Linked DNA regions of Mus musculus: regions 1, 3 and 4 are each linked to region 2. The links are chromatin contacts, called in public ChIA-PET and promoter capture Hi-C maps. All regions are on one chromosome and are shown on one strand. Each heading gives the region's core, a stretch centred on a gene start, on an enhancer-like site or on the middle of the called end of the contact. The rest is flanking DNA. Distances are from core to core; before and after follow the strand shown. Region 1 holds the start of Ngdn (neuroguidin, EIF4E binding protein). Region 2 holds the start of Tm9sf1 (transmembrane 9 superfamily member 1). Region 3 holds the start of 1700123O20Rik (RIKEN cDNA 1700123O20 gene). Region 4 holds the start of Thtpa (thiamine triphosphatase).

Region 1 (4,570 bases), core at 1,140-3,639, 630 kb before region 2:
AAATCATGATGTTGAGATAGAGAGAGGCCACAGGAGCAGTTGGAGGAGGGAGAATAGGGGGTGAAATCATGTAAATATGTACTCATGAAACTTTCAAAAATGCTAAATGTTAATAATTAAAACTGCAATTAAATTTGTATTCCTAAAAAAGTTTTATCTTTGCTCAGTGTATACTTGTAAATGTGCTGAGTGCTCAGCAGCATCTGGAGCTGTTGAAAACAACAAAAGACAAAACAGACAAATTTAATGCTCTTGTGTTCTTGATTGCTGGCTGAATCTGAAATAACTTTAGAAAGATTTATTGCATTGTTAGCTCTCATATTTCTTGTAACATACAAGGTGATTGGTATTTTTAATTTTTTCCCCTTCTTCATTTTTTTTTAACTTTATCTACTATGGATTTGTATGAGGGTGTCAGATCCCCTGGAACTGGAGTTACAGACAGTTGTGAGCTGCCATGGGTGCTGGGAACTGAACTGAGGACCTCTGGAAGAGCAACCAGTGCTCTTAACAGCTGAGCCATCTCGCCAAGGTTATTGGTATTTTAATGATAAAAAAAAAATAAGGCAGTACCAGCAGTTAAGAGCACTGACTGCTCTTCCAGATGCCCTGAGTTCAATTCCCAGCAACCACGTGGTGGCTCACAACCATCTGTAATGGGACCTGATGCCCTCTTCTGGTGTGTCTGAAGGCAGTGACAGCGTACTCAATACATAAAATAAATAAATCTTTTCTTTAAAAGGAAGTATTATTTATTTTCTCAGATATTGTAATCGTTTGTCTATAACACATATGACAAACTTCAAGTTCCAAAAAATAGTGTTAAAACAGAAGTTTCACAAGAAAATCCTAATAAATACATGAAAAGTGCTGACAAGATGGCTCCAGGTCAAGGCGCTTGCCCACTAGGCTGACCAACTGAGTTCTATTTCCAGGACTCACATAGTGGAAGGAGATCCAACTCCCATTTGATCTTCACAAGCGTGCCGCACACATATAATAAATAAACTTTTTTTTTTAAAAGACAGAAAAATACCAAAACTCTTGTAGGTTCTTACAGTGCTCTGCGCCTCCCAATGAACCTTAAACAGCAAATAAATATCACAGGCAAACCCTCTGTCCCATTTTATGTAGTTCCCAAATAGGTAGAAACTAGAATGTTTCACCCAGAATTCAAGATAGAAAAAGGATTACTCTTTTTTGCTTAAAAAAAAAAAACAAAAAACAAAAAACAAAAAAACAATCACTTTTATGTATGCCTATGTCTGTATATAGGGAAGTCAGAAGGAACTAAAATTCCCCTGGGGCTGGAGTTAAAGGTAGTTGTGAGCTGTCTTGTCTGGGTGCTGGGAATGGAACGTTGGTCATCTGCAAGAATAATATGTGCTCTTGGCCACTGACTGAGCCATCGCTCCAGCCCCGTTTTCATTTTGTTTATTGAGATGGGATCTCACAATGTAGACCAGACTGGCTTGAAACTCATGGAGCTCTGCTTGTCTCTTGACTAAAGAGATCTGGGATTAAAGGCCAAAGCTACACTTTGGATTTCCCGGCTCAGGTCTGCTCTTCTGTTGCGCGAGGAAACTCCGAGCCAGGAGGACCTTTCTAGCGCTGTATTGTGTAATGCAGACGGAGAGTGGGAGTTATAACTCCCACCTAATCCTCCAGCCCGTGAGAGGCGAGGGAGTGGGCGTGTTGGAAGATACTGAGAAAAGATGACGGGGACAAAGGAAATATGCACAGCCAGGGTTTTAACCACGTTCTGCGGTGGACGAGTGGAGCAGTGAGAAAGGCACGCAGGTTGAGCCGGTTCCTCGCCTGTCGATTTTTCCCTCGAGAGGAATGCAGGGCGCAATGCGGCCTTTGCGCAGAGTCCTAGGCGTGCACGGGGAGGGTTGGCCGGTGATGCGGCCGACGGTTTCTGAACCTTGGGTTCCCGCTCCTCCATCCCAACCATCCAAATTACGGATGAAAAGGGCTCCACTGTTGTTCAAGGACAGTCACAGAACCAGGAAAGGCGCACTTGGAAGTCCTGGGGCCAATGGCGGCCCAGCAACCCTGCCGCATCAGAGAACGGACGGAAGCCGCCACCCTGCGGTCTGTTTTGGCACTACACGGAAAACGCCGTGGAAAGACTGTCTCTGCGGCATCTGGGAGCCAATGAGCTCTCGGGCTGCATAACTAATTTCTTTTTTCTACTGGTTGCACTAGCTGTCAATCAATAATCTGCACAATATTTATTGGAATTAGCATCCATCATTCTCTGTAAATCACGAATCACATGCTTCTGTCCCCGCCCACCTTTACGCCTTAAGAACGCCTCTGCGTTTGACACATTCAGGGAGTTTCTTTATTTCATTGGCTAGGTGAGGTCCCGCCTCTCCGATTAGCGGAAATGAAAGATCTCTTACTTCCATTGGCTGAAATTTGCAAACTGTGATTGTCTATCAAAACTATGAACTCACGCTAGCTCCTAGGAAGTTCGGGCCCGGAAAGGGTGGGCTTTGCGAAGATGGCGGCTCCGGTGAGTTCTGTCTCCTTGCTTCTTCCCGGAAAGGAAGGAATCTGTGAAAGTTTCCTTTCGCCTCCACGGATCGAGGCAAACCGTTGGCACCATGGATGATGAGAGTGATGAGAGTTGTCTCAGGGATGCGCTCACTCTGACACAGCGGTATCGTATGTCAGATGAGAGGGAGGGTCAGACGCTGCAGGTTGGCTGGTTCCGGACAGGAGGCTAACCCCAAATTACTCTTCAGAATGAGCTTTGTAGGGAGAGTCTCGTGACCATGGCGGGCGGTGACCCGGCCTTAAGGTGGGACAATGTTCCGAGCAGAGCTAGCGTCACATGTACAATGTGGCTGGGGCAAAGGCAGCCGTAAAGTTTGGCGATGAAATCTCCGGTCTTTTCCAGTAAATTGGGGGGGGTGTGGTGGGAGGAGACTGGCTGTGTGCCGAGGCTGCCTGCCCCTGTGCGGGGGGAAAACGACCCAAAAGTCGCGACTGTTTTGAAGGAAAGGAGGGAGTTTGATAGGCAGTACGTTCTGCAATCATCATCGCCTAAAGTAAGAAATTGATCACCTTTAACTGTCCCCTCCTATCTGTAGGAGGTGCTGGAGTCAGACGTGTCAAGTTCGATAACACTTTTGAAAAACCTCCAGGAGCAGGTGAGTATGTATGTCTTTTAGAATAAATCAGTCAGGGATTAACTTTGACTTCATAAGTCTCATCCACACACTTTGATGATTCGAATACTACAAAATTATCTTAGGTGTAAAATAAAAGCCTTATATGCGCTTCATGAAAGTTCAAAATAATTCATTCAGCTCCCAAAGAAATACAGAAAGCTGTTTTTCCCCCATTCACTTACTTATTTATTTATTTTATTTAGTCACTTTACATTCCGATTGCAGCCACCCCCCAGAAAACTTTTTTTAAGTTATACCCAAACTCCTTTATTTAAATAATAACTAAGAAAACAGATGTTGACAATCTGTCAAAATAGTGGCTATAAGTGCCACTTAATATGCATTTACATAGTAAGTTCTAGTGGTACAGATAAAATTACACTCCTTGGCCTGTTTATGGTGCACACCTTTAAACCCAGCACTTAGGAGGCAGAGGCAGGTGGATCTCTGTGAGTTCAAGGTCAGCTTGGAGTGTATAGTGAGTTCCAGAACAACCTGGGCTTCATAGACAAACCCTATCTCAAAAAACAAAAACAACCCCACAAACAACAAAAGTCACAGCCCTCATCGCCACTGTCGGGCTCCTCACCCCCTTCACTTGGTTTCTTAATGACCCCCTCCCTCATCTTTAGACAGCACCATGACGATGTTTTCTCTGCCTCTTGGAGAACTGTTGGAAACGCTCAGTTCAGTGGTGTTCAGCAACAGCGTTTCAGATCATTTTTTAGGCGGCATTATCTAGTATTTATCCTTCACTGTTCATAGACATTACTTGTGGTCGGGTGAGCTATTCGGGTTTAACTTGGCTAATTTCAGGTGATGGCTGTCACTGCACAAATCCAAGCACTGACGACAAAAGTTCGAGCTGGAACGTATTCTACAGAGAAGGTAAGGGCTCCTGCACAGGCTGGAGGGCCAGCTCCGTGGTTACGTCACCCGTCCAGGTGACGTAACCACTTGGATCCCAGCACTCGTGTCTACATGACCCACAATTCTAGCTCGGGCATCCCATACACATGTGCCGTGTGAATGTACATACACATAAATAACTGTAAATCTTAAGGGGGGGGTACTTGAAGAGGGAGGACCTCCTCATATGATGTGCTTGCTGGTTTGGTTTGGTTTTTACTGTAGGTTTGTTATGTGGTGTATGTCCTAAGAGTTAGAGCTTCATCTAAAAGGGGTAATGTGTGGGTTCTGTACAGGAGTCTGGCAAGAATTGCAGACCAGAAGACTAGATAGGAGTAGTGGCAGTCATTTTACAGAAGTCAGGAGGAGTGATATGCCAGCCAAGCAGAGTCAAAAAAAAGGTACCTCAGAGAAAGCAGTGGGGTTTGAGAGTAGCTATGTGCCTGAGATACTCACCATTGAATGCTGTGGGGGAG
Region 2 (5,058 bases), core at 596-3,095:
CAAATCATCGACCACAAACTCAAAGTAATACAATTCCTCAATGGCCTGGCGCAGCTGCTCCACCTGTAAAGAACAAGCCAGGAGTCGGTTACACAAAGCCTCGCAGAGTTAAACAGGGTTTTGAAGACTTGGCGGTACTCCTATTTTGGTTTGGCTAATTCTGTGTTGTAGGGAGATACTGATCTGTGCATGGCAGGGGTCAGCATCCTTGATCCTTACACACTACATACCAATAGTACCACTGAGCTGTGACAATCAAAATTATTTCCAAGATGGGCTACGGTGGTGCACGCCTTTAGTCCCAGGACTGGGGAGGCAGAGGCAGGTAGATCTCTTGTGAGTTCAAGGCCATCCTAGTCTACAGAGAGAGTTCCAGGACATCCAGGGCTGTTGTTACATAGAGAAAGCCTATCTTAGTTGATGGGTAGAGATCTGGTATAGAACAAACCTGTTATCCCAGCACTTAGAAGGTTACTATTGGGTTTGAGGCTAGCCTTGGCTACATAGTAAGACCTTATCTCAATGTTCAAAACAAGAACAAACCCCTAAACCAACCAAACCAAATGTCTTTATACACTGCCAAAGTACCTAGGTACAAAACTGTTTTCCATTGAGACTCACTGACTGATTCTGGTATATTAGCCCCAAAAAAGAACAAGGATCTCTTTGCTAGGATAAAGTCTCAGAAAAATAAATGGAGCAAAGTATAAAAAGACTGGAATTAAGAAGTTCCAAAATTTGCTAAAGGAAAAAAAAGAAAAGTAACAGGGAAGGCTAAAAAGTAAAAAAAAAAGTCATGGAAAAAAACAGAGGCATGTACGGAAGGAGAGAGACTTGCACAGGACTCTGGGACCTATTACTGACAGCGAAGAGCCTTAGGCTCTAAGCTCCCCGCTCTGCATCTCTGGATCCATGTTATCTTGAAAAGTCAGTTTGGAACATCTAAGCAAGTACACGGGGTTGTAGTTGGAGTCCAAACATAATTTCCATAAAGGTACCATAGATGCAAGGCACCCTTAGTCCCTAGCAAGGAGGGCTGAGTGATATGTACCGCGGAGAGCAGCTGACCTGTGCAGAACTGAGCTGCATGTGACACAGAATTCTCTTCTCCACATTCTCCCGAAAGCGGATCTCGTACAAAGATTCGGCCATTCGGTCCCCATCCAGAACTTCACCCAAACTAAGACTTTTGTGGCGGATCTTCTCAGGACAGCAGACTGGAAGCTGATAGTAGTGGTAAGTTTCCTGAGGGTTATGGTAGGGTCCCACTTTGTTGACATATAGAATGACAGGGTCGCCGGGCTTGTAGTGTGTGACACCTTCCACCCATGGCCCATGGCCTATGCCCAGCAACAGTATCAGGACTGGCAAACAATGGCAGCTCCAACTTCGAGGGTACCCTAGGACTGTCATCCTTAAGGCAGCAGAACCTGTTGGGGGAATCCCGTGGTTACAGAAACTAGGAATCAAATCATGATGACCCGGTTCTGGTCTCTCAAGTGCCCATTGGCTCCACCTCCTCCCTTCGGCCTCCCGATCCCCACACCACAGAACTTATCTATCCCAAAGACGGGGCCTGGCGTGCACTCAATAGTACTCCCAACCTAGGGTTCACGCCTCTAGGCCTCCCCAGCCCGGGGCTGCGCGTGCCAACCCGTTTCTATAGCAACGCCCGGCGGGCTCGCTGCTACGGAAGGGGCACTCGCCGCAGCTCCAGGGTCCTCACTGCGAGGTACCGGCTGGCCAAAGAGGCGCCAGTGGCCTCACGGGGCCCCGTAGCTGCCCTTGGGCTTCTGCCCCGGTCTTCCAGACAGCGGCGCCGGAGCGGTAGGCTTGCGGAGGACCTGACGACGGACCTCCTCCGGGTTGTCCGCCGCTGCGCCTGATTGCCGCGGCTGCTGCCACGTCGCCGGCGTCCGCCCTCGGCTCATTCGAATGCTCCTGGAAGAGCTCTGGTTCGCCCGCAATCCGGCCCGGCCACGGATTCCACGATGCTCGCTCCCCGAGCCACCGAGCGATGCCAGTGGTCGTCCCGGCGAGCAGCACCGCAGCCCGGACACGTCAGTCTTACCACTTCCGCCTTCGCCGACGGGGACCTCAGCTCCGGGAAGGCGGGAAGGCTCTTCTCCTGAGCCAAGAGCTCCGCGATGCTCGCCGGTGTGTCGCGGGCGGCTTCCCACGGGCTCTCGCGCGGCTGGGCTGTCCTCTCTAGGATGGAGAGAGACAGCTGGGGAGCGGGAGCGCGGCACCCGCCCCCGGCTGCTGAGGTCGGCCCGGACGCGGAAAGTTGTCCCTAACCTGGGCGGGGCGGGGCTTTGTGCCGCGTTCCCACGCCAGGGACCTGTAGCCTCCAACACCTTGGTAAAGGTGCCCCTCCGAGGCTTTCTGGAGGCACGGACCGGTTATTGTTGGCAACAGGCATGCGGGAGGTAGGTGAGGTGCACCTACAGTTTGCCATTTCACCCTGCAAGTTGTGCGGGTTGACAGCGCGTTTTTTTTTTAAGATTTATTTATTTATTATATGTAAGTACACTGTAGCTGTCCTCAGACACTTCAGAAGAGAGAGTCAGATCTCGTTATGAGATGGTTGTAAGCCACCATGTGGTTGCTGGGATTTGAACTCGGGACCTTTGGAAGAGCAGTCGGGTGCTCTTACCCACAGAGCCATCTCACCAGCCCGACAGCGCGGTTTTTGATCGGAAGTAGGTTTTTGTTTTGTTTTTTGAATGTGGAGTCCCTGCAGACCTCGAACCCGGGGTCTTTTGAGTCTCCGCCTTCAGAGTTTCAGAGCTTACAGGTACCATCTCACTTCCGTCATTTTGTTCCCAAGTTCGTCTGTGGGACGTTTGGACTTCTCCCTAACTTTGCAGGTTTCTTTGAACGCGTTACTTTTGTCTGGCTCAAGCTGTTGTGAAGGGGCTCTGCCCCTTTTGAACAGTGACTTTCACTTGGCAACATGGGAGCAAACGGAAGGAAGCTGACTTCAATTTTTCTATTCTGGCGGAAGCAAGTACTGAGAGAAATCACAAGCAGCCATTCTTTCCTCACTCCTACGACTGTTCTTTTCTGATCCACCCACTGTCCTGAAGCGGTTAGAGTCTAGGAAGCTAGGCTTGAGCCAGACACAGTGGCTTTTGTTTTGACCCCTTTGCCCTCCTCAAGACAGTCAGTCTTGCTGTGTTGCCTGACTGGCCTTGGAACTGCTGCCGAAGCAATAGCCCTGCCTCGGTTTCGCGAGTAGCTGGGACTGCAAGTGTGTGCAAGGCTTGCGGTACTGAGGCAGGCCTGACTGAGTTCTGTGGTTAGGAATAACTTAAGATGCTTTGGAGTTTTCTTTGGATGACCTACCCAGTGAAGCCAGAAATCAAAGCTTCTCTTAGCACCTCTCAAATCGCAAGCTCCCTTGATTTGTTTCCTGATTCTTTGTTTTCCATCATTTTCTTGATGTAGAGGCCCCATACTCTTTCATGTCAACCACCTTGCTAGCCTCTGAGCCACCTTCCTCTGGGACCATTTTTCAAACTACTGCTGGAAGGACTGTTAAACCGGCAGTACCTCAGGAAGAGAAGGGGCTGAGTATCGGGTTCTGGGGTTGGTTAATTGGAGGTTTTATTGAGACGGGTCTCGGCAGCCTCATCTGGCCTCAGACCTACAGCGATTCTCTTGCCTCAGCAAGGGGTCTCAGGGTGAGCCACTGTGCTACATTTGTTGTTTGTGTTTCTCTGTGTAGCCCTGGCTGTCCTGGAACTCACTCTGTAGACCAGGCTGGCCTCGAACTCAGAAATCCGCCTGCCTCTGCCTCCCGAGTGCTGGGATTAAAGGTGTGCGCCATCACCGCCCAGCTCTTGTTTTTATTTCTACCTTTTCATATCTATCTAGCTTTAAAACAATTGTGTATGTATGCCACAGATGTAGGGATGCCCAAGGAGGCCAGAAGAGGATGTTGGTTCCTCTGTAGCTTGAATTAGAGGGAGTTACATGTTGCTGAGTGTGGATGCTAGGAACTAAACCCAGGATCTTGGAAGAGCAAGCACAAAGATCTCTTAACTACTGATTTTTTTTTTGACAAGTTCTGATTTTTATGTATAACAAACTTGGACTGGAACAACGTAGAGTAGAAAATAGCTTAACACGAGGCCTTACAGAGCCATATCCTGATGCTACTCCAGGTATACTAACTTTCTGGAATACTCTGGGTTCACATAGAAATATTGGATGTTTCTCTCTCTCTCTTTCTCTTTCTCTCTCTCTCTCTCTCTCTCTCTCTCTCTCTCTCTCTCTCTCTCTCTCTCTGTCTTGAACAAATTGGTATACCTTCTATTTGTGATGAGAGATTATTACCAGTTTATTACCAAACCACCTATCCAGGCCTGGTTAATGCACATTGATGAGCAGTACTGGGGTGCATCTCCTTAACTGTGATGTACTCTGGGCAGTTCTTTAATCGTACCAGGTTGTAGAGCTGAATTCCAATAGACTTTGGGCCTGCGGTGCCAGCAGGGCCACATACTCAGTAGGTGGGACCTGACAAGTCAGTTATGGTGTCATCACTTATATTGGAAGATATTTAGTTTTGAGACCCTGTCTCAAAGCAAACAAAAACATCCCAGGTTGTGGTGATTCGAATGAAAGGCCCCACATTGTCTCAGGCATTCAAAGTTTTGGTTCCCACTTGGTGGCGGTGTTTCGGGAGGTTTAGGATGTGTGACCTTGTTTGAGAGTGGTACTGATGGTGCTGGAGCAGGCTCTGAGTCTGCTCAACTTCTGCTCGCAGTTCAGCACATGACCCTCTGGAACTACAGTGCCAATAAACTATTTTCTATAAGTTGCCTTGGTCCTGGTGTTTTATCACAGCGAAAACAGCACAGCGATGGAAGCCACCCAGCATGGTCCTGTAACCTCCACACGCTTGCAAACCTCACAGCAAGGAGACAGAAACCAACTGAATCCTCTTACCTTTGCCTCCTGAGTGCTCAGATTCCAGGCGTGCACCAGTCATGCCCAAGTTTGCCACCCAAAATCATATAAGAAGAACTGACCACACCTTCCTGCCTGTGC
Region 3 (5,161 bases), core at 1,510-4,009, 960 kb before region 2:
CTGCACAACCTTTGTTGATACAAGTAAAACTGCACAGTCTAAAGTGCGATCCAAAATACAACTATGACGGAACTATCTTAGGTTTTTTCTTAATTGGTTTTTAAAGATTATTTTACACGCCTGAATGTTTTAACTGCATGGATGTGTGTGCCTATAGCAGAGGAGGATAGAGGAGGATATAGGATACCTTGGAATTGGAGTTATGGATGTCTGTGAGCCACCATGTAGGTGCTGGGACCCAAACCTGGGTCCTCTATAAAGGGCACTACCGAGTCATCTTCTCAGCTTCATTTATGTGTGTATGTACATGTATCTGTGAGTGCATGCTTGTGTTTGTGTGCTCAGTCATGTTCTCAGGAACCGAGGAGACATTAGATCCCATGGAACTGGAGCTACAGGTGTGTGTGAGCCATCTGATATAGTGCTGAGATCTTGAGCTCTGGTTTGAGTCATTGAGCAACAAGCACTCTTGACTACTGAGCTATCTCTCCGGGCCGTTAGGTAGCCTTTTAACGCTGTGTAACCTCCCAGAGCTGACTAGATGATGGGCCTAGATTTGAATGAGGTATTAGGGAACAGGAAGCACCTTTTCCAGTGTCCTGGGCCCACACCAATGCATTTTCCTTTAAGTGTGTGACACACTAAATGAAGGGTTTAAAAGCTGAAAAACGCCCTACAAGATGATATAGTGTAGAAACTTGTATTTTGTTTTTAACTATACGATAATGTCTTCAAAATAAAACATTTGTAGAAATCTGGGGGATGGAGCACAAGCCCATTACACCAGCACTAGGGAAGCTGGGCAGGGGACTGCCCTGAGTCTGAAGATAGAATAGCTTGAGTGCTCAGCCATTCTGGCTACACAGAGATACTCTGATTCAACTTTACAACAATAACAACAACAACAAAAACATTTATGCACAAACTCTTAGAAGAAAGTTTTTTTCCTAAGACAAACCGGCAGAGTAGTTATAAAACAATGACCTAAGTCAGACTACTCTTCCTATTACAGGTAAAGAAACAAAGGACTCCAAGTGTTAAGTATCTTGTCCTAAGTAATCAAAGTATTAAAGATGTTTAAGAGAAACTACAGATTGTTAAGCAGTTAGTCCTAGAACTAGGGGGTTACTAATAAGGTATCAAATTCTTTCAAATAAAACTGTATTTTTTAAATTCTTTTTCTTTTTTTAAACTCCATGTCTTTATACAAAATTGAGGTTGATTAGAATTCAACTGTCTGAGGGCTGGAGAGATGGCTCAATGGTTAAGAGGCCTGGCTGCTTTTATAGAGGACCCAGGTTCAATTCTGCACCCATATGGTGGCTCACGGCTGTCTGTAACTCCAGTTCCAGAGGATTTGACATCCTCTTCTGGCCTCTGTGGGGACCCTTTGGGAGGCAAATCACCCATACACATAAAATAAAAATAAACCTTAAAAAAAAAAAAAAGACATCAACTGTCTAGTGTGAGATCACTTGCAATAAAAATAGTTTAAGAAAATACTGCTTCTGATGACAAGGAAAACAACACCATGTCTTCCCATTTACTTACTATAGTCTCCAAATAGCCCATTCTATCTAAACAAACCTTTTCTCTTACCTGTGAATTTGGCTGGAATGCAGCATGGGGTGTTGAGTGTTTTTGTAAATTTTCTAGCATTAGAGCCTGGTATAAAGAAGAGCAAAAATCAGAAACCGGGAGGGGGAACAAAAACGCAATCCAGGTCTCTACCTCTCCCACAGCCTTCTCATTCAATTACTTAAATATACATTTATACTATATTCCTTTCACCGAGACTAAAAGCCCTTTATTAATACTGTTCTCATTCATCTTCATAAGTCTCTTAAAGGTAGCCATGGTTACTGCTCCCAAATGTAAAACACAGGCACACAAAGAATCAGTGACCTGGCTATGTCACAAAAATCAGCAAAAATGACAGAATCGGAACTAGAATCTCTATTATTGTCTGCAATTTTGACTAGGAGCCACTTCTAAATCCGGTAATACAGGCAAAAAAAAAATTCCAAGTACTCAGAACAAGTTTCAAATCACATAAAACCAACAAGAGGCTAATTTGGATTTGACTATTATTTGATTAGTTTTTCAGAACTACAACTACTTAACTGAACTTGCACAACTTCCAGCAGTGTAACACCCGGACAAATAAAATGTATTAAAAATTTCACAGGGAAACTAACCACAGACCTTGTAACCAGTGGTCTGACCTAATCCACACCCACCCACAAACTGTCAGCTTCGGGATAAGCAACGGTCTGTCAACTCAAACCCTGAACTGACCCAGAGTCCCCATCAGTATTACGAGTCACGTATGCTAATGAACTCTAATAACACTAGTTCAGCTCACCTTCTTTCCCTCCATTTACACCAAAGCGATACACAGTATGTGTACCTCCCGACAAGCTCACCCTCACTACTCAAACCGACACAAAATCCCCAGCCTAAAGTAATCTGTCTCACCTCTCGTACCAATAGCCACCAAATACTTATCCAGACTGCTGCTCGATTCCCTATAAATTAGACAGCCGTCTCTGACCAAGTCTTTCTATCAAGGTTTCCTTTCACTTAATCTAGTCGAGCGGACATTTTTTACCCTATCACAAATGTCCTATTGCAGACATAGACAGCAACCCCATCCGCCCAACTGTATCCCTAACTCGGACCCAGCCCTGCTCGCCCCCTTAAGGCCAGCCACACCGGTGGTTGTAGAGGGATTTAACTCCTTCTGCAGCGCATGCGCCGACAACACAGACACAAACAAGGAGGGGGTGGGGGAAGAAGGAAGGAGCTTAAGACACTCCGGGAGAGTAGCGCGCACCCTCCCATTTTGGGCTCGCGCCGCTGCCGTTAAGGCGGGAACCGGCGTTATCTCTATCCCAGCGCCAGCCACACCAACCACCGTGCGCGTGGATCTGCAGGCTCGCGCTGGCGGCCTGAGAGAGCTCGCGCCGAGCCCGGACACTGCGCCTGCGCCGCGGCGGAGACTCGTCTCTACCGGGTCCGCTCCCCTCCGACACCTCGGCAACGCTGACTTCTCACCCCTTTGAGCCGCTTGACCAGGGCACTCTTCTGCCCGCTCTTGGCTAGGCCTCGCTGCTCCAGTGCGGCCTTCAGGTCGGTCACCCGCAGAGCCTGAAGAGGCTTCCCGTCCAGAGTCACCTCCTCCAGCTCCGCCATCTTGCGTGAGGTACTCGGGTCCGTCCCGACGGCTTCGGGCATCTTCGGTAATTTCCGCCAACGCCCTTCGAACGGACCGGATTGGCCCCGCCCACTGCCATAGTCTACCCCTCTATTACCGCTCAGAATTCCCCGGGTTTCTCCGGAGCTGTTCGGTCGTTTCCGTCCCCACATCGGTACCAATCGGCTTTTTCCATCTACCTAGCGGCTGGCCCCTCCCATCTGGCTTTCAGGCTCGTTTGTTTTCGGCTTGCCGGGGCTTTGAATCGAATCTCTTCGGAAGCCCTCGAATCTGGCATACCCATAATCGGAGATATTCGGCTATCTCCGGACCTGGGGGCCGGGGCGCTGGGGCACTTGGGTATTTGGGGCTGGTTCCGGACCGGAAGTGCGTGGGTTACTGGGGGCTGGCTCTGCTTCGGGTTTTCAGGAAACATGGAAGAGGCTCGGAGAGTTGGAGCAGGAGCTGAAGGACTCTTGTGATCTCTGGGCGTCTTCCAAGGGGAAAAGGAAGGTAAGAGGAAAAGAAGTCTCTCCTAGGCCAGATGAGACTTGGTGTCTGCAGGTTTTTGGGGACCCCTCCTGCTTCCATCTTCTATATCCCGGCCATTCTGTGTAAGAAATACTTTGTCCTGTGGGGCTAAGGAATGAGAGACCTGCGGCTTCCTACGTGGGAAAAAGAAAAATCAGGTCTTTTGAGTTTATTAATGACAATAACCATGGAAGCCATGTAGCAAGACCCTGGGTTAAAAATTACCTTTCTCTGAAAAAGAGAAGTTTTAGGAGAAACTTCTCCCTGTAGAGCCACTTTGAAACTGGCAGTCACCCTGAACCGGGACTTAGAACTTACGTTTAGGGATTCTATTCTTTGTCGATACAAATCTTCCAACTTGAAGAGGTAGGAACAGCAGTAGTAATTACGGTCATAGAGAGGTGAAGGTTTTCGTTGTTGGAGAAACAAACTGTAGGACGGAAACATTTTGGAATAAGTTGGCTTACATTTGCACACATAATGCAAAGTCAGTGGCACTTGCAGGTATAAACCATTAAGGAAAACTGTTCAGAGATGTGCATCAATAGCACACTTTTTAGGCCAAGTCAAGAAAGCAAAGGCATTTTTTTTTTCAGAACCTGAAAAAAGTTAGTGTGGCTTCTGATTTTCTGCTACCTTATTTGAGACAAGACTTAGCCTGCTCTAAAGTTTACTGGTGTGGTACAGAATTTAATAAGGGGGTCATAGAACATAAATTTTTTAAAACAGATTTCAGAGACTGTGTACGCATTGCACAGAGGGTTCTTGCATCATGTCTCTCCAACACACACACACTTGTGTAACTGTGGAACAAACTGTTAGGGCCAGTTGCTTGTACCAAAGTTTAAAAAGCTGCACACTTTAATTTTAGAGAGAGAGCAAGCAAGATGTGTTTTCTGTGTGGGTTTTGATCATTTCTTTCTTTACTACCCAGGTTGCCTCAGCTGCTTGCCTTTCCTTATTATGTGTTTGGTTCTTTTCAAGACAGGGTTTCTCTGTGTAGCCCTAGCTGTGTTAGAACTCATTCTGTAGACCAGGCTGGCTATGAACTAGAGATTGCTTGTGAGTGCCTCCCAAGTGCTGGGATTAAGGGCTTCCCCACCATCTGGCTTGTTTTTATTATTTTGTGTATATGTGTGTCTGTCTATGGGTATGTGCCTGTCTCACAGAGTTCAAAGTTCAGATCAGGAGCTGAAGCTACAGGTGGTTTCAGGTCACTTGATGCACGGGTTCTGGAGAGTAGAAAGTGAATCGCTAGCATCACAGAAGTGCTGTGGTGACACTTCACAGTTCAGACTGACTATAAAATCAGAAGGGATGTGGGGAGAGAGACTATAGGTAGGTGGCATGCCTGCAGTCTGTAACACCAACAACACTTCAAGGCTGAGGCAGGAGAATCTTGAATTTGAGGCCTGCGAGATTTTTCTCTAAGAC
Region 4 (4,828 bases), core at 10-2,509, 550 kb before region 2:
AGGTTTGGGCTAATGAGAAGAGATGGGGTCTCGGACTTGTTCCCTCCCCACTCAGATCCTTGGCTTTACTTTTCAGTCTTGTTGAAGCACTGGTATTTTCTGTGTTCTATAAGATCCAACCCATAGACCAGAAGCAGGAGTTTGTTTAATGCCTTCCTAAGCTCAAAATGCCATGTCTGTAAGTGCCAAGTTCCCATGATGCTCCCTGCCTGTCTCACTCTTGGCCCAGGAGGGGCTGTAAGTCAGTCTGTAGCTCAGGCTCTCCGCAAGCTGTCACCTCTTGCCTCAGCTTCCCCGATGGTGGGAAACCAGCAGCAGCACAGCACTCTGCCTGTCTACTGCTCGTACTCCCAACAATGCCACCTCCGCGACTGTTGAACTGAGTCTGCCACTCACTCATGGCTTTTCAACCCGCCACTCAATTGCACTTCAAGCCATCGTCAGCTTAGATACTGGCTAGGTGCTGTAGCTAGTTTCTGGGCTTTTACCCAGGCGGTTATTCCCACCTAGGTCTCCAGAAATCCCACCATATTCATTCATTCATTCATTCATTCATTCATTCATTCTCTCTCATACACTCTCATGTACCAGTATTTTGTCTGTAGTACAGTACAGGAGGATGCCAGAAGAGGGCGTAAGAACCCCGCTGTAACTGGAGTTAAAGAGGTTGCCACCTGCGCTTTAAGTGCTGGGAAGGTAATCCCAGCTCTGTAAGCACAGCAAGTGTACTTAAGTGCTGAGCATCCATCACTCCAGCTGTCCCATTACATCTCTAATTCACATTCAAAACATCACTTCCTCCATTGACAGAAAGTTTCCCATTTATCCTCTCGAAAATCCCAGGATAGAGGTAAGGGCATGGCAGCTCACACAGGTAACCCAGCACTCACTCGAAGAGGAATGAGGAGTTCCAGGTCAAATTGGGTTACATGAGATCCTTGTGTCAAAACAACAAGAAGCAACAAAAGACAAAACAACTATAAAAAATATTCCAAGTGACCACTGAATTACTCCACTAACCATTACAACTCCCCACTTAGTGGGGAGCCATAGCTTGTGTTTTATCAGTCGCATTCACTGTCTACACTGGGAGGGGTTGGGAACTACTCTTCCCGTTCGCCACCCCCAAAAGCCTTCCTGTAGAGCTTGAGGTAGAGTCCCGCTTGCTGAAACTAATTCTGATTTCCTTAGTGATCGGTGGGCAGGAAAGGTGAGGTGGTCCTTTGGAAACTACATCTCCCATCATGCACCAGGCCCAGGATGCCAGGCTCACGCTAAGGCTCGAGATCTTGGCCGATTCCTGGGCTCCAGGAAAAATGCAGGATGAACAGCGGGCAAGAGGAAGCTCTCTCTTCTCTTGCCCACCGGGTTGGGTCGCACGTAACCTAACAGACCTCTCAGGCCTAGCTTGTCATCGGCACCGCCACACCGGTCTAATATGGCCGCTAGTGCTGGGACCGGTCTCGCGCGTAAAGAGCCTGGACTAAGGTCCGGAGCCGGAGACCGCTCCCGGCATTCCTCGCGGGTGTAGCGTGGGCACCCTTCCCCCACTTCCGGGTCCCGGGAGAAGGAGACCCTGGGGTCTTGAAGAGTGTCCCGAGGTACCGCTGTTTGGTGCTAGGCGAAGAATGGCAGATCATCCTGGGCAGTGAATCACTGGCCTTGGGTAGCAAGGTGTAGCGAGAAGATAGGTCATCAGCATTACGGCCTGTTTGCTAGGGAGCCTTTTGGGTTATCAGTAGTAGGATTTAACTGGAGACTTGTCACCATTGTTGCAGCCCGCAGAGACCTCCAAGTAGAGCCCTGTGAACCTGGAGCAGAGCTCTGGGACAGTGTATATGCATCTTAAATTGATCCAGGACTAGTCCGTCTTTGCTGACTAGTCCTCACCTTGAGCACTCAGTGAATACCTGGCAAACAGGGTTGCAGGTTAATATGGCCCAGGGCTTGATTGAAGTGGAGCGAAAGTTCGCTCCAGGGCCTGACACGGAGGAAAGGCTGCAGGAGTTGGGGGCCACCCTGGAGCACCGGGTCACCTTCCGAGACACATACTATGATACCTCTGAGTTAAGCCTTATGCTGTCTGACCACTGGCTGCGACAACGAGAAGGTAGTGGATGGGAGCTCAAATGTCCTGGAGTAACAGGTGTCTCAGGACCTCACAATGAGTATGTGGAAGTCACATCGGAAGCTGCGATTGTGGCCCAGCTCTTTGAACTGCTCGGGTCTGGGGAGCAGAAGCCTGCAGGTGTGGCTGCTGTCCTGGGCTCGCTGAAGCTGCAGGAGGTGGCTAGTTTTATTACTACGCGAAGCTCCTGGAAGCTGGCCTTATCTGGAGCCCATGGACAGGAGCCTCAGCTCACAATAGACTTGGATTCAGCGGACTTCGGCTATGCTGTGGGTGAGGTAGAGGCCATGGTGCACGAGAAGGCTGAAGTCCCGGCTGCCCTAGAGAAGATCATCACCGTCAGTAGCATGCTTGGTGAGGGAGACAGGTCTTTGTGTGCGCAGCATGGTGGGGGAGGGAGGCAGGCCCTTCTATGCTCAGGAACATGGTGGGTGAGGAAGACAGGCAGGCCCTTTGGGCTGTCCTTTTTTCTCACTTAACCTCACTGCAGGTCCTTACTGAGCCATAGAGGAGTGGAGGGAAATCATTTTTGTAAGGAAAATTGGTTTTTTGTTTTGTTTTGTTTTTTCGAGTCAGGGTTTCTCTGTGTAGCCCTGGCTGTCCTGGAACTCACTCTGTAGATCAGGCTGGCCTCGAACTCAGAAACCCGCCTGCCTCTGCTTCCCAAGTGCTGGGATTAAAGGCATGTGGCACCTTTTAATTATGTGCTTTTGTTTTTTGTTTTTTGTAGAGATTTTCTTGAAAATCTAATTTGTTTACACTTTGATAAGAATCCTTTCCAATTCTTTAGTAGCTAATTTGGATTTTATTCTTCCCGGTTCCCAATCTTCATCCTGGTTATCACTTAATTCTCCTAGTTCTATTTATTAGGTCTCTGCTTTGATCCTTCCCACAAACTTCTCTTTTCTCTTTCAACTTCCTACATGGTTATTATTCCCTTGGCTCTTTCTGTGGTCTTCTATGTAGCCCAGGAAAGGCCTTAAGCTTGTGGCATTACAGGTGTAGGTAGCCACACCTCGTTGTCCATGCTTTTGGCTGAGCATGACACTGGTATGGGGGGCGGGGGCAGTGGTGAACTCTTTGTCAGATGTTTCTGTTTCCATGCCTAGTTCTGAAATAGCTCATCTGCACACTTCTGAGATTGTGCACTGCACTGGGCCTGACAGCCCTGGAGGGCTGAGCCTCCTTGGAGACCACCCGTGGAGTTTCCCTGCTGTGGGTCAGCAGGCTGCTGTCCATTAGCGATGTGTGCATCAGGCCGTTAGAGTTGAGGTTCTGTGAACGCCACTCGCCACTCCACAGCCCCTGCTTTCCTCTGTTTCCCATAGCACTTGGTTATCTTCTGTACTCCGCTGCCTGTGCTCCATTACCAAGCTAATGAGCTTTGGCTTGCCTAGATGGGCTTGAATCTTGATTGGGAGAAAGCGGTAATAAATGAAGTGAGTTGGCTCCCCTGTCTCCGTGGCACAGGATGCTTCTCTACCATTTCTCATTGCTGGAGGAGAGGCGCTTGGGTGGCTTTCCAGCCACACAACCCGAGTGGGTTTTTGCAGGGAGGTTTTCACTTCTGCAGGGAATGGGTGGGTTGGAGAAACTGCCCTGATGGCCTCTGGATTTTTAGTACTGCCTTGCAGACTTTGGAGTCCTGGCTGGGTAGGCAGGGAACAGAACCGAAGCATGTCCGAGGGCTCCACCTGCTTCTTTCCTCATTGTCCTCTTGCCCGCAGGAGTGCCAGCACAGGAGGAGGCACCAGCCAAGCTCATGGTATACCTACAGCGCTTCAGGCCTCTGGACTATCAGCGCCTGCTAGAAGCAGCCAGTTCTGGTGAGGCCACAGGGGACTCAGCATCCTGACAACAGCGTTCACTTTCCAAAAGGGAAGGTAACTCTGAAGCCGCCATTCACATCCGGACCCACGGTGCTCCTTTCCCTTACAACGGAGCCACTTTCCCCTCCAGCTCTGCCTGGTCTTTCGCCCACTCTGAGCTATCCTTCCTGGAGCCCTCCCTGGCTGCTTCCCTCATCCGTCAGATGCAATCTGTGGGCCGCCCCTCTCCCCTGGCCGCTAAGCAGCCTCCATTGATTTCCGCTCGTGTTTATAGGATTTCCACTTAGCCGTGATCAGTAGTTAAGCACAGGAAAATCCCTTGCCACCCCCCCCTCCCTTGGTCGATGCCATTGATTCTGCCAGAGGCTCTGAAGCCGCCTTACAGCTGAGTTAGAGATGAGGGGAAACAGCGGGGATTTCCCTGCCCTGGGGTGTAGGGAAGAGCAAGAAGGTGGGGAAAAGGTTAGGAACTCCTTAAGGGATCTAGAAATTCAGGGCCTGCTGCTGTGCCGGGAGGGTAGAGTGCTCAGTGTGGCAGTTTAGAGAGAACATTTGCTCTCCAACCCAGAGAGGGGTAGAAAGAAAATGGTCATTGTTGAGACCGGTTCCTAGGGTTTCAGGAAGTCATACTTCCTGTGGAGAAGGCACCACCCTTGCTCTTAACACATTTTTTTTTCTCTCAACTAGGTCAAAACAGGCCTCTCTTCCCTTCTCACGCTTCATAGACTTTATTTGTTGGGGAGGAGGCAGGCTCTCTATATTGCCTTGACAAATATAGGGTCTGAGTGCCACCTGCTGGTGGCCCTCAGGGTTGTGTCCCAAGCTGAGGGTGCAGAAAGATTTGAGAGGAGCCGAGGCAGTTATGAGGCAG

What was found. Promoter capture Hi-C pulls out the DNA fragments that hold promoters and counts their contacts. ChIA-PET counts read pairs in DNA pulled down with a chosen protein or histone mark.
Region 1: an RNA polymerase II ChIA-PET map of memory CD8 T cells shows a contact between it and region 2, with 8 read pairs. The contact joins the promoter of Ngdn here to the promoter of Tm9sf1 in region 2. A contact is called at or near these places in 7 of 39 promoter capture datasets (the C10 cell line, embryonic stem cells, hippocampal neurons and 2 more) and 2 of 115 datasets of contacts at active chromatin or transcription factors (forebrain and memory CD8 T cells).
Region 3: a contact with region 2 is called in an RNA polymerase II ChIA-PET map of memory CD8 T cells, with 7 read pairs. The contact joins the promoter of 1700123O20Rik here to the promoter of Tm9sf1 in region 2. A contact is called at or near these places in 1 of 39 promoter capture datasets (liver), 2 of 115 datasets of contacts at active chromatin or transcription factors (astrocytes and memory CD8 T cells) and 1 of 9 other capture datasets (adipose tissue).
Region 4: a promoter capture Hi-C map of embryonic stem cells shows a contact between it and region 2, with 4 times the contacts expected there. The contact joins the promoter of Thtpa here to the promoter of Tm9sf1 in region 2. A contact is called at or near these places in 16 of 39 promoter capture datasets (the 3T3-L1 cell line, 3T3-L1-derived adipocytes, the C10 cell line and 10 more), 2 of 484 Hi-C or Micro-C datasets (B cells and CD8 T cells), 8 of 115 datasets of contacts at active chromatin or transcription factors (the 230-238 cell line, the SCID.adh cell line, embryonic forebrain and 3 more) and 2 of 9 other capture datasets (adipose tissue and embryonic stem cells).

Annotation. Positions count from the first base shown.
Region 1 is chr14:55,013,065-55,017,634 of GRCm38.p6, forward strand. Ngdn (neuroguidin, EIF4E binding protein) reads left to right here and starts at 2,390. Exons shown (of 11, transcript NM_026890.2): 1 at 2,390-2,524; 2 at 3,105-3,164; 3 at 4,002-4,073. The coding sequence starts at 2,513.
Region 2 is chr14:55,641,526-55,646,583 of GRCm38.p6, forward strand. It overlaps Tm9sf1 (transmembrane 9 superfamily member 1), which reads right to left and starts at 1,846. Exons shown (of 5, transcript NM_001360063.1): 1 at 1,069-1,846; 2 at 1-63. The coding sequence starts at 1,413. It also overlaps a transcript of Tssk4 not described here.
Region 3 is chr14:54,683,412-54,688,572 of GRCm38.p6, forward strand. It overlaps 1700123O20Rik (RIKEN cDNA 1700123O20 gene), which reads left to right and starts at 2,760. Exons shown (of 2, transcript NM_021437.2): 1 at 2,760-3,709. Acin1 (apoptotic chromatin condensation inducer 1) reads right to left here and starts at 3,520. Exons shown (of 19, transcript NM_023190.3): 1 at 3,058-3,520; 2 at 1,600-1,665. The coding sequence starts at 3,369.
Region 4 is chr14:55,093,525-55,098,352 of GRCm38.p6, forward strand. It overlaps Thtpa (thiamine triphosphatase), which reads left to right and starts at 1,260. Exons shown (of 2, transcript NM_153083.5): 1 at 1,260-2,482; 2 at 3,856-4,828. The coding sequence starts at 1,936. The coding sequence ends at 3,983.